Regions from separate parts of the Mus musculus genome. Here all the other regions are linked to region 3. The links are chromatin contacts, called in public Hi-C maps. All regions are on one chromosome and are shown on one strand. The core of a region is the stretch at or near the end of the contact, and the rest is flanking DNA. Distances in the headings are between cores, read along the strand shown.

Region 1 (4,344 bases), core at 377-2,876, 50 kb before region 3:
ATCCTGATACACTATATAGAGCATCGTGGTTTTCTCAAGTAGCCTTTTTTTCCCTATGTAACTCCAAATCTAATGCCTTGGTGGCTCATACCATAGTTTGTAATGACTTTTTTTTTTCAAGAGCTGATCCTTTATTAGTTACTCTTAAAGACTTATTTTTGACTGGACTCAGACTTAGAAGTAAAAGCTCTCAGGGAGAACAGCCTAAGTCTCTTGGCAATATGTCCCTGGTTTTTTCTTTGGCTTCCTTCATTCTCTCAGCCAAAAGTTTAGCTTATTCTGCAGCCCCCTCATTTTTCTCAGTGTATTGTTTCTTCAGAGCAATATGCCAGTGTTATTTTTGCAGAACACATGGAATCTTGCTTGGATGTTCTGTTCTAGGCCTCTCACCTTCTTTGTTTAAGGGCTTTCTGATCGCAGCTATCCTCTTTAGAGAGACTGAAGTTTTGGGCTTCTGCTAGTTCTTTTGGGCTCCAACATTCAAAGCACCTTAGTACCTGTCAGTTCAGAAATGGCTTGCTCTCTCTCTCTCTCTCTCTCTCTGTTCCTTTCCTTCTTTCCATTAATTAAGTCAAGACTATCCAGATTGACATCGGAACAGACTTGTACTTCTTTGCTTCAGTTTTCCTTGGTGTATAAGATTTCCTTTTACTCAAGAGCAAGTGCACCGTACAACAAGTGAAGACATCTTGCTTCATGGGAAAACCTTGCCATTCCCACCACTGATCTGGACCACATAACCCTTCCACTCTTCCCCAGAGAACCATCAGCTACTTCTATGGCTGTGTATTTATCATAGAAAGTACAAAGTTCACATTCATCATACACTTCAATGAGTTTCTGATAGCTGATGGCTGGGAAGGAATTACACAACTTCATCTTGACAGAGCCAATTTCACAGTAGGTCTCACCAAAAAAATTAAAAAGTTGGGTTTTTTGGGGGACTTAATCCCAAGTAGTCCTGGCTAGCCTCAAGGCTAGCTTCAAACTCACTAGGTAGCCAAGAACAATCTTGAACCTCTTTTAAAAATGATTTATTTTATGTATATAAGTGTTTGGTTTGTATGTATGACTATGCACTATTGGAGAACCCTGCTATTTATAATAATAGTCCACTATTTATATAATAGTCCACTATGTCCACTATGTCTTCAAGCTTGGTGCAAAATGGCGGACCCCCCTTTTCAGTGGGTGTGGTGTTTTATAAAAAGAAAGAGATGCCAGGAGTATGTTTAGTAGAGGCGCAGTATAGCGTGGAGGAAGAGAGTACCTCTGTGGGCCCATGCTGAGGCATCCCTTCCCTGCGAGGTACCAGTCACATGATGGTAGAGTATAGAATAGAGTTTATTCAGGGCATGGGGAGGGGAGTTGAGGGGGTAACAGAGACAAAGGTAGAGAAAGAGAGAGGGAGGGAGTAGAGGAGTGGAGGCCAACCATGAGCACATGGAGAGCAGGGAGAGGAATGGGGAGAGAGGGGAAAGAGGGCAAGGGGAGAAGAGAACAAGAGCAAGAGGGTGAGAGGAGGGAGCAAGCAGTCCCTTTTATAGTGACTCAGGCACACTGTGGGACGGAGCCTAGACTGAATGCCAACAAGGGGGTGGGGCTTCTCTTTCTCTGCCTAACCTTGTTTGTAGTGTGTCTGAACACAGATGTCTGATCTTATCTGAAGAATGACCGAGTGCATGACTCAGCTAGCTTCCTGCCTGTATGATGATTAGGTGCTGTGTTATGACCAATCAACTCTTCCCACCCATATGATAATTAGTCACTGTGTTATCACCAATTAGACCTTTCCACCTGAATTCTTAAGATCCATTACATACCCTACTCCTGGAACAGTAACCTATCCCCTAGAGCTGTCTCACTGAAGCTGTCTCTGGAAGAGCTTCCGGCATGCTCACTATAGTCAAAAATCTGCTCACAGCTTCTGCTTGCTCTGCCCTCCCCTCGAGGGCTAGTGGCCAATGACACTCCCCTCCTCTCCCCCCTCCAGGAGACAGGAGACCCACAGTGAACTACTTTATCTGGAGCTGCAGGAAGGGAGAGAAATAAAAGAGGAAATTAGGCTAAACTGAATTGGGTTACATAGCAAGACTCTATCTCAAAAACAAATCAGATTCAGCAACATATTAGAGTAACTGACTAAGTTGAGAGATGAGGCTTCAAGGATCAGAGGTGAGAAGTGTTAGATCCCAGACAGTTTGTATGTTCTGAAATGGCAGTTTGGGCTCAATTCAAACTGGATTATAGAAGGATTTCTGGTGGTTAGATAAGAGCCATTGTTCTCAGGAATGTGGGCAACAGGTTTTCTGTCCCCCCAAAAGAAACAACTTCCCTTGCCTCTGGCAGAAGGGACCAGTAGCTCTCCATTGACATATATCTGTGGTGTCTATCAGCACATCAAAGCCCATGCTAGCCTCCAGGCACCTACAGTCCCTAGTCACAAGTGCTCAAAATACAGTTCAAATACCCCTTGCTAGCTAGCATGCTTGGCCCTCTCACTCCCTCACATCTGCCTCAAACTCCCAGGTCTGTTCCAGATCACCCGGCTTCTCTCCCTGCAGCTATGCATCCTTCTTACAACATGCTATTCTCTGTTATCCTGCTTCACCTGCCCTGGCCATGTCCAGTTTGCTTCTTTTTCTCTCTGTTCTGAACTCTTCCAATGCCTCTGTATATTTCTCTCTCCCCTAATGCAATGGCCTTTTTTTTTTTTCAGTTTCTTTACTTAACCCCTTCACATACAAGTCTTATTAGAAACTGCAACAGGTCAAATTTTTTCTCTAGGAAGACATGCAGAATCCCTCACCTAAGAAACCGTGAGCATCATTTAAAAAAAAAAATAAAGAACTATGAAGATGAAGTCAAATTAATATGATTGGACACTATGAGAAGAGGGGAAGGGGCATGGTGGCACACATCTTTAATCCCAGCACTCAGAGGCAGAGCCCGATGAATGTCTGTGCATTTGAGACCAGACTGATCCACATAATGAATTACAGGACAGACAGGGATATAAAAAAACACCCTGTCTCAAAATACAGACAAAGATGTGTGTGATGTCAATTAACTCGAAGAACATTAAAGCTTGCCTGTAACCACTGGAAGCTAGGATGTGGCAAGAAAGCATCCTTCCTGATAGACTTCCAAAGGACTACAGTCTTGTATTTACCTTGACTTCTTACTTCCAGCTTCCTAGCCTGTCTTAGGGTTTCTATTGCTATGATGAACACTATGACCAAAAAGCAAGTTTGGGAGGAAAGGGCTTATTAGGCTTACACTTTCACATCACTGATCATCACAAAAGGAAGTCAGGACCGGAATTCAAACAGGGCAGAAACCTGGAGGAAGTAGCTGATGCAGAGGCCATGGAGCTAATTGGTTTGCTCAGCCTGCTTTCTTATAGAACCCAGGACCACCAGTCCAGGAATGGACCTACTATCAATGGGCTGGGCCCTCCCACATCAATTGTTAATTAAGAAAATGCCTTATAGATAGGTCTTATGGTGGCATTTTCTGAATGCCTAGCTTCTGTTTCTAGCTTCTATATCTAGCTTCTGTCAAGTTGACCCACAAAACCAGACAGTATAAGCCTTGTGATAAAATAAAGCCATTAAGTTTCTGGCACTTCATTATGGCACCCTAGAAAATTGATACATATGGCATGCTAATAGAAGCTGGAGGAGCTGGACTGGAAGAGAGGGCTTGGGTAAATGGAGTCATCTGGGAGGTGTGTGTGTGTGTGTGTGTGTGTGTGTGTGTGTTTGAGACAGGTGGTCCAGGCTGGCCTCCATCTCACCATCCCCCTACCTCAACCTCCCAAGTGTTAGGTCACAAGCATGTACCCCCATACTTAGCTTTCTTTTCATTTAAAACAATGTTAAAAATGGAGGTACTTAGATACTACTGTCTTGATAACAGTCTTGATTTGCTTAATCTAGTAGTCATCTCAAGATGGCTAGCTTGTCTCCTCTCTGAGAGCATTGAGGTGATCTTGGTATTTCTCACTAAAATAGTCATAAAATTTTTCTATTCTTTTCAACGATTCTTATGGATTCTTTGCGAATCTCACATCATACATCCCATCACACTCATATCCCAGTCCTTCCATGTCTGCACTCCCCACCACCCTTATAACCACCCCTCCAACAAAACAACAACAAAGGAAAAAATAAGTCCAATTTATGTTATCTATATACTCCCTGGAGTGTGGTTGTCTTAATTAGGGTTTCATTGCTATGAAGAAACACCATGACTAAGGCAACTTTTATAATGAACAACATTTAACTGGGGCTGGCTCATGGTTTCAGAGGTTCAGTCCATTATTATGGTGGGAAGCACAGC
Region 2 (4,350 bases), core at 1,134-3,633, 35 kb after region 3:
GCTCTTATTCAAAAAGCCGAAGTTAGCCCCCTAACTTCCTCATAGGAAAGGTATAAATAACTAACTTTGATTTAGGGTTGATTTATCCATTGGCTTTGTCTTCACCTTTTGAGATTCTAAAGCATTTGTTGTCTTACCACTCAATCAGTAGTTATATATTTGTGATGTACATATTTTGCATCTAGAAGTGAATTATTTATACTTCTCAGTATATGTATTAATAATGTATTATTGCTACATTGATAAGCTCAAGAAAGCTTTTTATTGGTATTTAAACTGATAAGAACATATGTTAATATTAATATTAGATCTTAACACTATTGTCATTTAACATATCATTTTGCCTGTAGAGTGCATATTTAATAATACTGGGAGTGAATTCTGTTACTAGACTATTTTAGCTAAAGGACAGTGTTTTCAGTTACCTCTCACAGTAGAATTTAATCTATGTAACATTTCCTGAATTTTTTTAATTCTCTCATTTTTTATAATCAGAAAGTAAAATAAAAGTTGTAATAACATAGTCATAATAATACATTTATAAAAATTTTCTAAATGTTTGCTTGGAGACTTGTTTGATAAGGAGACCAGTTATTTTACTCAAACCTCAATTTTTATTTTATTTTATTTAGTGTTTTGGAATTTGGTGCTCTGTTCATCTAAGATCCCATTATGAATAAATTTAAAATACCTGTATAACTCCTGTTACTAAGCTTATTTGTATCTTAGAAGTCAGGTTGTGCTGTATATGATTGTGAATGCCTGTAGTACCAGTACTGGGTGGCAAGAGAGAGTCTGTCTCTATAAAACAAGACAAAAAATAGTTAACCTTTTGGGGTTTTAATTTTTTTCATCTATAAAACATTAAATATGTTTTTTTATAAGCATATACTCCAGAATCTGTCAAACATAAAGGTTCAAGGTAAATCAGATTTCATAATCAAAAAGTAATATTTGATTTTTGTGCTTTAAAATATCAGTTGTATATTAAAGCATGTTTTCACTTAAAATATTTTGCTATCCTTTTTTTTCCCTGCTTTTATGATTAATTTTCTTTTCTAACCTATCAGCTCTGCCTCACGTGTTGCTAAGGGAGGAGTCGACCACACCAAAATGAGTCTGCATGGTGCTAGTGGGGGCCATGAGAGATCAAGAGATAGACGCCGGTCAAGTGACAGATCACGAGATTCATCTCATGAGAGAGCAGAGTCTCAGCTTACTCCTTGTATTCGAAATGTGACTTCACCAACAAGGCAGCATCATATTGGTATGTAAGGTCGTCTTACCCCACCAGTCCTGTCAGCAGTCAGCAGTCGTTTTACAATTGTGATCATATTCAGTTGTGCATAACACTTCACTTCTTTATTGTAATTCAGTCATTCGTATTTTAGCTAATCTTAATACTTAAAAAGACAGCTTATAAATCAAGCATAGAGGTATGTTTTAAGTTTAGGAGCAATCTTATAAAAGAAATACCATGAAAAGCTTTTGAAGCTGTGATAATACAGATTTTTTTAAGAGAAAATTCTCAAGTTAATTTTTATCTAATAACAGTGGCTTATTATAAAATATTAAGGCAAATTATAGCTAGACTTCTCTGGTTAATCATTCTAACAGTGTAAAAGAATAACCATTGTGGGATTATTTGTTCTGATTTTTGACAGATTTTCAAATTTAATAATAAAAATAGACAAAAGAGGCATATGTTATACTTTGTTAGCATCTTGGGTCTTCTCCTTCCTTCCTTCCTCATACATGAGCAGCACTGTTAGCCCAGGACAACACACTGTATCACTATGAAGTACATAAATGTGCCTAAGCAGTATGGAAATGTTGAGTTTTTTTTTTTTAACTTCCTCATAGGAAAGGTATAAATAACTAACTTTGATTTAGGGTTGATTTATAGCTTCTTCTGTGATCATCTGTGCTTAGCATGTATGTGGCCCTGGGTTCAGACTCTACCACCTGTGTATGTGAGAACATATTTAGACTGCAGATATATATATATATAGTTTGCTGGTAGAGTACTAATTAAGCATTGCAAGACTCTTTGAATCCCTAGCAGGCTCCACTCCTAAATTGACTTAACTATATTTGATAGTATCTGATAATTTGAGGCAACTCAGAATCATTTAAGTTAGGTCTTACTAGGCAGAGAGGTTGACAATATCTAACAAGGTCAATCATATGCAAAAATTGGATGGAAGTAACAAAAAGAGTTAATAGTCTCTTCCATGATTCATTGAGTCTCTGAGAAATGAGAACAGAATACAGTTATTTTATCACTCCAGTAAATTTTGCTTTCAGGATGCTGCCAGCCTTGTGGAAACAGGAATTAAAGGAGGAGGGTGTCAGAACAGCTCTGGAGCTATAGCCAGCCTAATTATACAATCAGCATGCTGTACAGAGTGTTCTAAGTAACCTGAGTCATAAAATTTGGCAAAAACTGATGAGACAGAGGTACATTTTTAGGTCACCTTTAAATTTTAGCAATCTAGCCTTGAAATAAAACTTACCATGCAATCTTTATTTCCCTTTTATAGGGTATTAGAACATCTAAAGAAAAGTTTAACAATATTTTCTGTCAATAAAAATAATAGATAATAGATAATAATTTAAAAAGGTGAGGTTTGGAAGAAAAATGTGTCAGCTTAGCAGAGTGGTGCAGTCCTGTAAACCCAGTACTAAGGAGGTTATCAATAGCTACATAGTGAATCTTAGTACTAAGGAGGTTATCAATAGCTACATAGTGAATCTTAGTACTAAGGAGGTTATCAATAGCTACATAGTGAATCTTAGGCCAACCTGTCTTCATGAGGCCCCCGCCTAAAACAAACAGAAAAGAAGCAGTATACCATGTGTTGCTTAATTCTTTGGTAGTCATTAAAGTTTTATGGTTTTGTTTGTTTGTCTACTTCTTATTGTCCCTGCTGAGTTTTTTCTTTCCAGATCTCCTTTTTATGAGAAAAATTACTGATTTCAGTGTGATGTTATTAATACAACATATTTCTACAGTTGTACTTCAGGTTCTGTATAATGGTAACCCTTTTTAGTAATTAGAACTATTTTAAATTGTTGCTCTCAGGCTGAAGAGTGGGGGCATGTGGAAGCTTAGTACCTTGAAGTGGAGGTCATGAGTTTGAGACCAGCCTGGGCCATGTAGCAATACCCTGTCTCAACAACAAAAACAAAAAGAAACCAAAATAGCTCTGTCAAATTTGATATTCTAGTTAACCTTTCACTGATTTTTCACATCTATTTGACTTAAAGAATATTTTGATTTTTGCATATTTTTCAGTAGAATGATAATGAAAGATTTACCTTAACTTTGATATTTGGCTGGGTCAACATCAATTAGCTTGAATATTTTAAAAAACATTTTTATGTTTTGGGTTTTATTCGTGGATTTGTTGAAAAGGGTATTTGAAATAGAAAAATTCTGCAATTTAAATGAACTTTTCTTTATCAGACATTTTAGAAGATTCAGTTCTCAAATTTTTTTTTTTCAACATAGGGTTTTTCTGTGTAGCCCTGGTTGTCCTGGAACTTGCTCTGTAGACCAGGTGAGCCTGGAACTCATGGAGGTCTGCCTGCCTTTGCCTCTTTAGTGCTGGGACTAAATGTGTGTGACACCACCTCCTGGCTCAAATCTTTTTAAAGAAAATTTGTATGACTTTAATATTTTTATTTCAGAACGAGAAAAAGACCATAGTTCTTCTCGTCCAAGCAGTCCTCGTCCTCAAAGAGCATCCCCAAATGGCTCCATGAGCAGTGCTGGGAACAGTAGCAGGAACAGCAGCCAGTCAAGCTCAGATGGTAGCTGTAAAACATCTGGGGAGATGGTGTTTGTGTATGAGAATGCGAAAGAAGGGGCTCGGAATGTGAGGACATCTGAGCGAGTGACTCTGATAGTGGATAACACCAGATTTGTTGTGGACCCGTCCATTTTTACTGCACAGCCAAATACAATGTTGGGCAGGTTTGTTTCATTGCTGTTCATTATATTACTAATTTTAAAGCACTTTTCACAGTCATTTTTTGTGTGTGGTTATTAAGTTTTACAGTAAAATTTCTGCTGTAGAAAGTGATGTAACATTCCTATTTTATACATAAAAGAACTGAATTTTGGAAGTTAAATAATTTGTCTAAGTTAATACAATAGAATGTGGGTAGAGCCAACATTAAATTTGGTTTTATTTTGAATGATCTTTTGCAGTACCTGTACCGATAGCAAATAGTAATATCAAATTTGTTGTTAAAGTCAGAACACTGAAAGATCTCTACAGATTGATCTGGTAAATTGAATCTAACCAGATGAATCTTAGCATTGATATATTTCCCAAATGAATT
Region 3 (4,091 bases), core at 1,484-3,983:
GGGTTCTTTGTATTACTATTTTATCTATTATGATTCTCTTTTGCATTTGGATGAGCCTTAAGCCTGGTTGCCTTCAGTAAAGGTCCTTAGAGTTCTGTGTGCTAGCATTCCTTCTAGGCTCCACCCCAGCTATCTGGCAACAGCCTGGTATGCCCAACTCACTATTAAAAAGGCTGTTTGCCCCCTCCTCATTCTCTTATCTTCTTCTTCTCTGCCCCTTCTTCCTCTCTCCCCATGTCCCTCCCTCGCTCTCTCCACATGTTCCTGGATGGCCTCTTTCCCTCTCCTCTTTCTCTTCCATTCTCTTCCTCTACTCCCTCAACTCCCCTCTCCATGCCCTAAATAAACTCTATTCCATACTATATCCATATATATTATACTATAGCTGGTACCTCAGGGAGAAGGGATGACTCAGCATGGGCCCACAGAGGCACCCCCCTTCTACCTCACCATATAGATCCCTGGCCAAGAATATTCCTGGCTGGCTGGCTGGCTTTCTTTCTTTCTTCTTTCTTTTTTATAAAACACAACACTGGACGTTTTTTGTTTTTTTTCTTTTCTGTTGTGTAGCTCATTTTTGCTGTGTGACAAGTGTGACTTAGAGATTTAATATTAGCAATTAGGATTGCAGTGTAATAAAAGAACCTTGATTTGGGATAGATTTCAATTGGTCATAGATATAATCCCAGTACTCAAGAGGGCTGAGGCAGAATAACTACTTCAAGTTGGAAGCTAACCTGAGCTAAGCTATATAGTGCATTTTAGGCCAGCCTAGGCTAGAAGTATTTGAGATTGCCTCAAAAATCAAACCAACCAACCAACAACAACAAAAAAAAAATCAATTAACTTAGGTTATTTAGGTTGTGAGATTTGCACAACTGATGAAGTGCTTGCCACACAAGCACTAGGAACTGAGTTCCTAACCAGTGCTGGTGAAACAGACACAAGAGGATCCCTGGAGCTGGCTGGCTAGCCAGCCTAGCAGAATTTAAGAGCTCCAAATTCAGTGAGGGACACTGTCTCCCAAAATACAGTGGAGGATTACTGGGAAATGCCAACATCAATTTCTGGCCTCCACAGCATGCACACATATGCAACTGCATACTCACATAACTGCCTGCCTCTGCCTCTTGAGTGCTGGGATTAAGGGCATGCACCATGGCCTGGTCAAAACCTTTCATTAGAAAAATGACAGCTTCAATTTAGACATAAGGGAATGAAGAATCCAGTTTGATCTTTACCCCCAACTTGTGCTACAGTTACTTTATTTGAGATAAATTACAGAAAACTGTATCAAGATTGGGGAGGACTTTGCTATTGTTGAGGGTTTCCTTGAGGTTTCTTTGAACATTATTCATATTCAAGCCTCATTAGCTTGCTCTTTTTACAATGTTTTTAAGATTTTCAGCAATTTCCAAGAATGTAGAATGTTGGCTATAAAAAAACGTGTACACTATGTAACAATAATCTTTGTCTTCCTTTGGTCTCTGATATTTAAGCATTTTCAGGAGGAAAGTATGCCTGCTACCAGTTTTCCACTTCAAATGATAATTTACTTAGCATAAATGTTGGTTTGAAAAACACGTGGTATCACATATGGGACCCAAGGAATTTTTTCTTACAGTAACTAGATTTTAAACAAAGTTCTTTTCACAAAACAGTTTTCTTACCAAAATACTGAAACATGTATTGGGTTTTGTTTATGCCCTTCCCTCTCTTCTCAAAATGGGGGAACTTCTACTGATCTTTAAAATTGGACTCAAATGCCACTCCCTAGTGGAGGGCTGCTTTTTGAGATGAGATCTCACGTTAGCCCAGAAACACCTGGAACTCAATCTTTCAGCTTCTGCCACCCTTCGCAATCCCAAGACCAGAGGAGCGAGCAACTGCACTGAGGGGTTCTCAACAGGATTGTCTCAGATCAGCTCCTACAGCTCACTCACTAAGGGGAGTATGTTCTGTAGCAAGCATAAAGAGGATTATCCGTTCCTCTGTGGGTCTGAGTCCCGGGAGGGGAGAGTTTTGAGCGCCGGGGAGGTGACTTCCTCACTTTTCCATCTCTTTTAGAGCCTCCCATCAGGCACACGGTGGGTTCGGTGACACCGGAGTGCTACTTTGGCGAGCTTTTGCCCGCCAGAAACTCAACCCATTCAGCTGATTCTCCGCGTCCCAGAGGTGGCGCCACCGCAGGCGTGTCAGCTGGTGCACCGGTTCCCGCCAACAACAGAGGGTTTCAAACCAAGCAGAGCGTTGCAAACCAAGCGGCGGCCGCGGGGAAGCGGCGACCTCCGGACCACCGCCTGCCAACGCCTCGTGCTGCCCGTACCAGCTCGCGGACCCCGCGGAGGAAGGCGACCCGGGCGTTCGCCCTGCTGACAGAAACGCTCTCCTAGAAGAAGACTCCCAGGCACTGCTTTTACTGGCCCGGAGACGCCGTCCGGCTTTTGCCTAACGGTGACAGGAAGCGTGGAGTGAGGGTGTGCTCAGAGGTGTGGAGGTGGCCTGAGACTGCTCTTGGCTCACCGCGCAGAGAAGCGCTCGCGGGGAAGCTACGGGACAGCACTGCCAACCGAGACCGCGGAGACACTACTCAGGCTCTCAGTGCCCCGGTGACACGCCTACTGTGGGAGGAGCTCCGTCCTTCGCGCGAGAACTCGCTTCGCCTCACCTCTTCCTAATGCGAAGTCTCGCGAGAAGCAGCTAAGGAGCCGGCCTGCAACCTGCCGGGGCGGCTCTGGTAGGCGCAGCCGGTGGAGCGGCCGCCTCACACCTAGCACCGGAGGGGTCCGGTTCAGTGGGCGGAGGGAGCGGAGCGTCGCTCTCTCTTGGAGCTCTTCCCCAAGACCCTCGGTGGACGTCTCAGGGGCCAGCAGGTTGGAGCGGGCCGGGTGCGGGCGGCTGGGTTTGTAGTGGAAGCCGAGGGCGAGGCTAGCTGCTGTGAACCGGGCTCCGGGAGGCTGGCGGCGGCTCCAGGAGCGTGGGGCGCGGTGCTCGGGGCTGCCCGCTTGAGCACCGGGTCCGGAGAGGCGGGGAAGGGAGCTGCTTTTTGGGTTAGGAGTCTGGAGGCCTTTTCCCAGGGGAAAAAAAGCTATTTTCTCACACCTCCTTTCCAGGGCAGAGTAACCCAGTGCCCCGCCCCTTTCCTGTCATCTTTGGGTCACCGCGGCGACAAACCGAAGAAGGCGCATCACAATAGGGCGGTGAGTAAGGCTCCCAGTTTGGGGATAAGGTGGTGGGGGAGTTGCCCTTTGGATGGAGGATGAGACACCTGTGATGTGCTGCTGTGTGCTTTTATTCTGTAACCGTTTCAACGAGGGTAAAGCTTGGTTTCCCACTCTAACTTGCCCAGAAAAGGTTCAGATTTATTCTCTGTGAGTCACAAGCCCTCTGACACCCCTGATTTTGGGGTATGGGCTGGAGGGGACCTGAGATTTCACTTAGTTTGTCAATGTGGGTTAGTGTGCTGTGCCTAACCTCGGTCTTTCCCGGGTTCCCATGTCTTTTTTTTTTTTTTTTTTTTTTTATCTCTTTAAAATTTTGAGTCTTAGCCTCTTATTGGTATTTGGAGTCCACGACCAGGCTATAAAAAAGTTTTCCACTTTGTGCATTTAGTATAGGAAATTATTTTATAGCCATGTAAGAGTCTGCACGCTTTTTATTTCAGCTAACAATCTGAATGAAGCAGTACAGTGTATTGATTGGCAGTTGGGTTTCTTTCTGTTCTTGCCTGCCTCCCACTCTTCTCTTGCCCCACCAGCCCAATTTGATCCAAACTTTTTAGAGAGGGGTTTAGGGATGAATTTTGAATGAAATAGACTGTAGAAATTGGATGGAAAGATAAAATAAGACATGTGAATGTAAAGACTGAACAAGTTTCTGCGCTGGAGAGTCCATCTAGAACTCAACCGTGGGCATTGAACCAAGGACTGATGCTGAATATTAAGCAGAAAGCAGTAGAAAGTACTTGGAAAATTACTAAATGGGAGGTAAAGATGAGTTAATATAGTTTTCGAGGACAGTTAATTTTGGAGATTTTAGGCTTAATCGTTTTTTCTAACACAGAGGTTAGTACTCAGCGCTTATTCTTATGG

Evidence for each region. A called contact is a pair of places that touch in the nucleus more often than the background predicts.
Region 1: a Hi-C map of the MNK3 cell line shows a contact between it and region 3, with 2.8 times the contacts expected there. The contact joins the enhancer-like site here to the promoter of Btbd10 in region 3. A contact is called at or near these places in 5 of 39 promoter capture datasets (the C10 cell line, the HPC-7 cell line, cranial neural crest and 2 more), 2 of 15 datasets of contacts at CTCF or cohesin (CD8 T cells and the NIH/3T3 cell line), 8 of 484 Hi-C or Micro-C datasets (the HPC-7 cell line, the MNK3 cell line, Th2 cells and 4 more), 5 of 115 datasets of contacts at active chromatin or transcription factors (the SCID.adh cell line, T-cell acute lymphoblastic leukemia, embryonic stem cells and 2 more) and 1 of 9 other capture datasets (adipose tissue).
Region 2: a contact with region 3 is called in a Hi-C map of the G1E-ER4 cell line, with 1.4 times the contacts expected there. The contact joins the enhancer-like site here to the promoter of Btbd10 in region 3. A contact is called at or near these places in 5 of 39 promoter capture datasets (the 3T3-L1 cell line, embryonic stem cells, macrophages and 2 more), 2 of 15 datasets of contacts at CTCF or cohesin (CD8 T cells and the NIH/3T3 cell line), 8 of 484 Hi-C or Micro-C datasets (the C2C12 cell line, the G1E-ER4 cell line, cortical neurons and 4 more), 2 of 115 datasets of contacts at active chromatin or transcription factors (the SCID.adh cell line and embryonic stem cells) and 2 of 9 other capture datasets (adipose tissue and pancreatic islet).

What each region holds. Positions count from the first base shown.
Region 1 is chr7:113,416,908-113,421,251 of GRCm38.p6, reverse strand. No RefSeq gene overlaps it. Among named protein-coding and RNA genes, the nearest start is that of Pth, 31 kb to the right of the region's middle. Within about 2 kb of position 1,626, at least 75 of the 459 cell types and tissues checked have an H3K27ac peak or open chromatin away from gene starts, as enhancers often do. A contact at or near this core is called in CD8 T cells, the HPC-7 cell line, the MNK3 cell line and 8 more, where this site is marked.
Region 2 is chr7:113,332,239-113,336,588 of GRCm38.p6, reverse strand. Btbd10 (BTB (POZ) domain containing 10) reads left to right here. Exons shown (of 11, transcript NM_133700.2): 5 at 1,071-1,267; 6 at 3,694-3,979. Among named protein-coding and RNA genes, the nearest start is that of Btbd10, 35 kb to the left of the region's middle. Within about 2 kb of position 2,383, at least 8 of the 459 cell types and tissues checked have an H3K27ac peak or open chromatin away from gene starts, as enhancers often do. A contact at or near this core is called in the G1E-ER4 cell line and cortical neurons, where this site is marked.
Region 3 is chr7:113,367,981-113,372,071 of GRCm38.p6, reverse strand. Btbd10 (BTB (POZ) domain containing 10) reads left to right here and starts at 2,733. Exons shown (of 11, transcript NM_133700.2): 1 at 2,733-2,873; 2 at 3,114-3,200.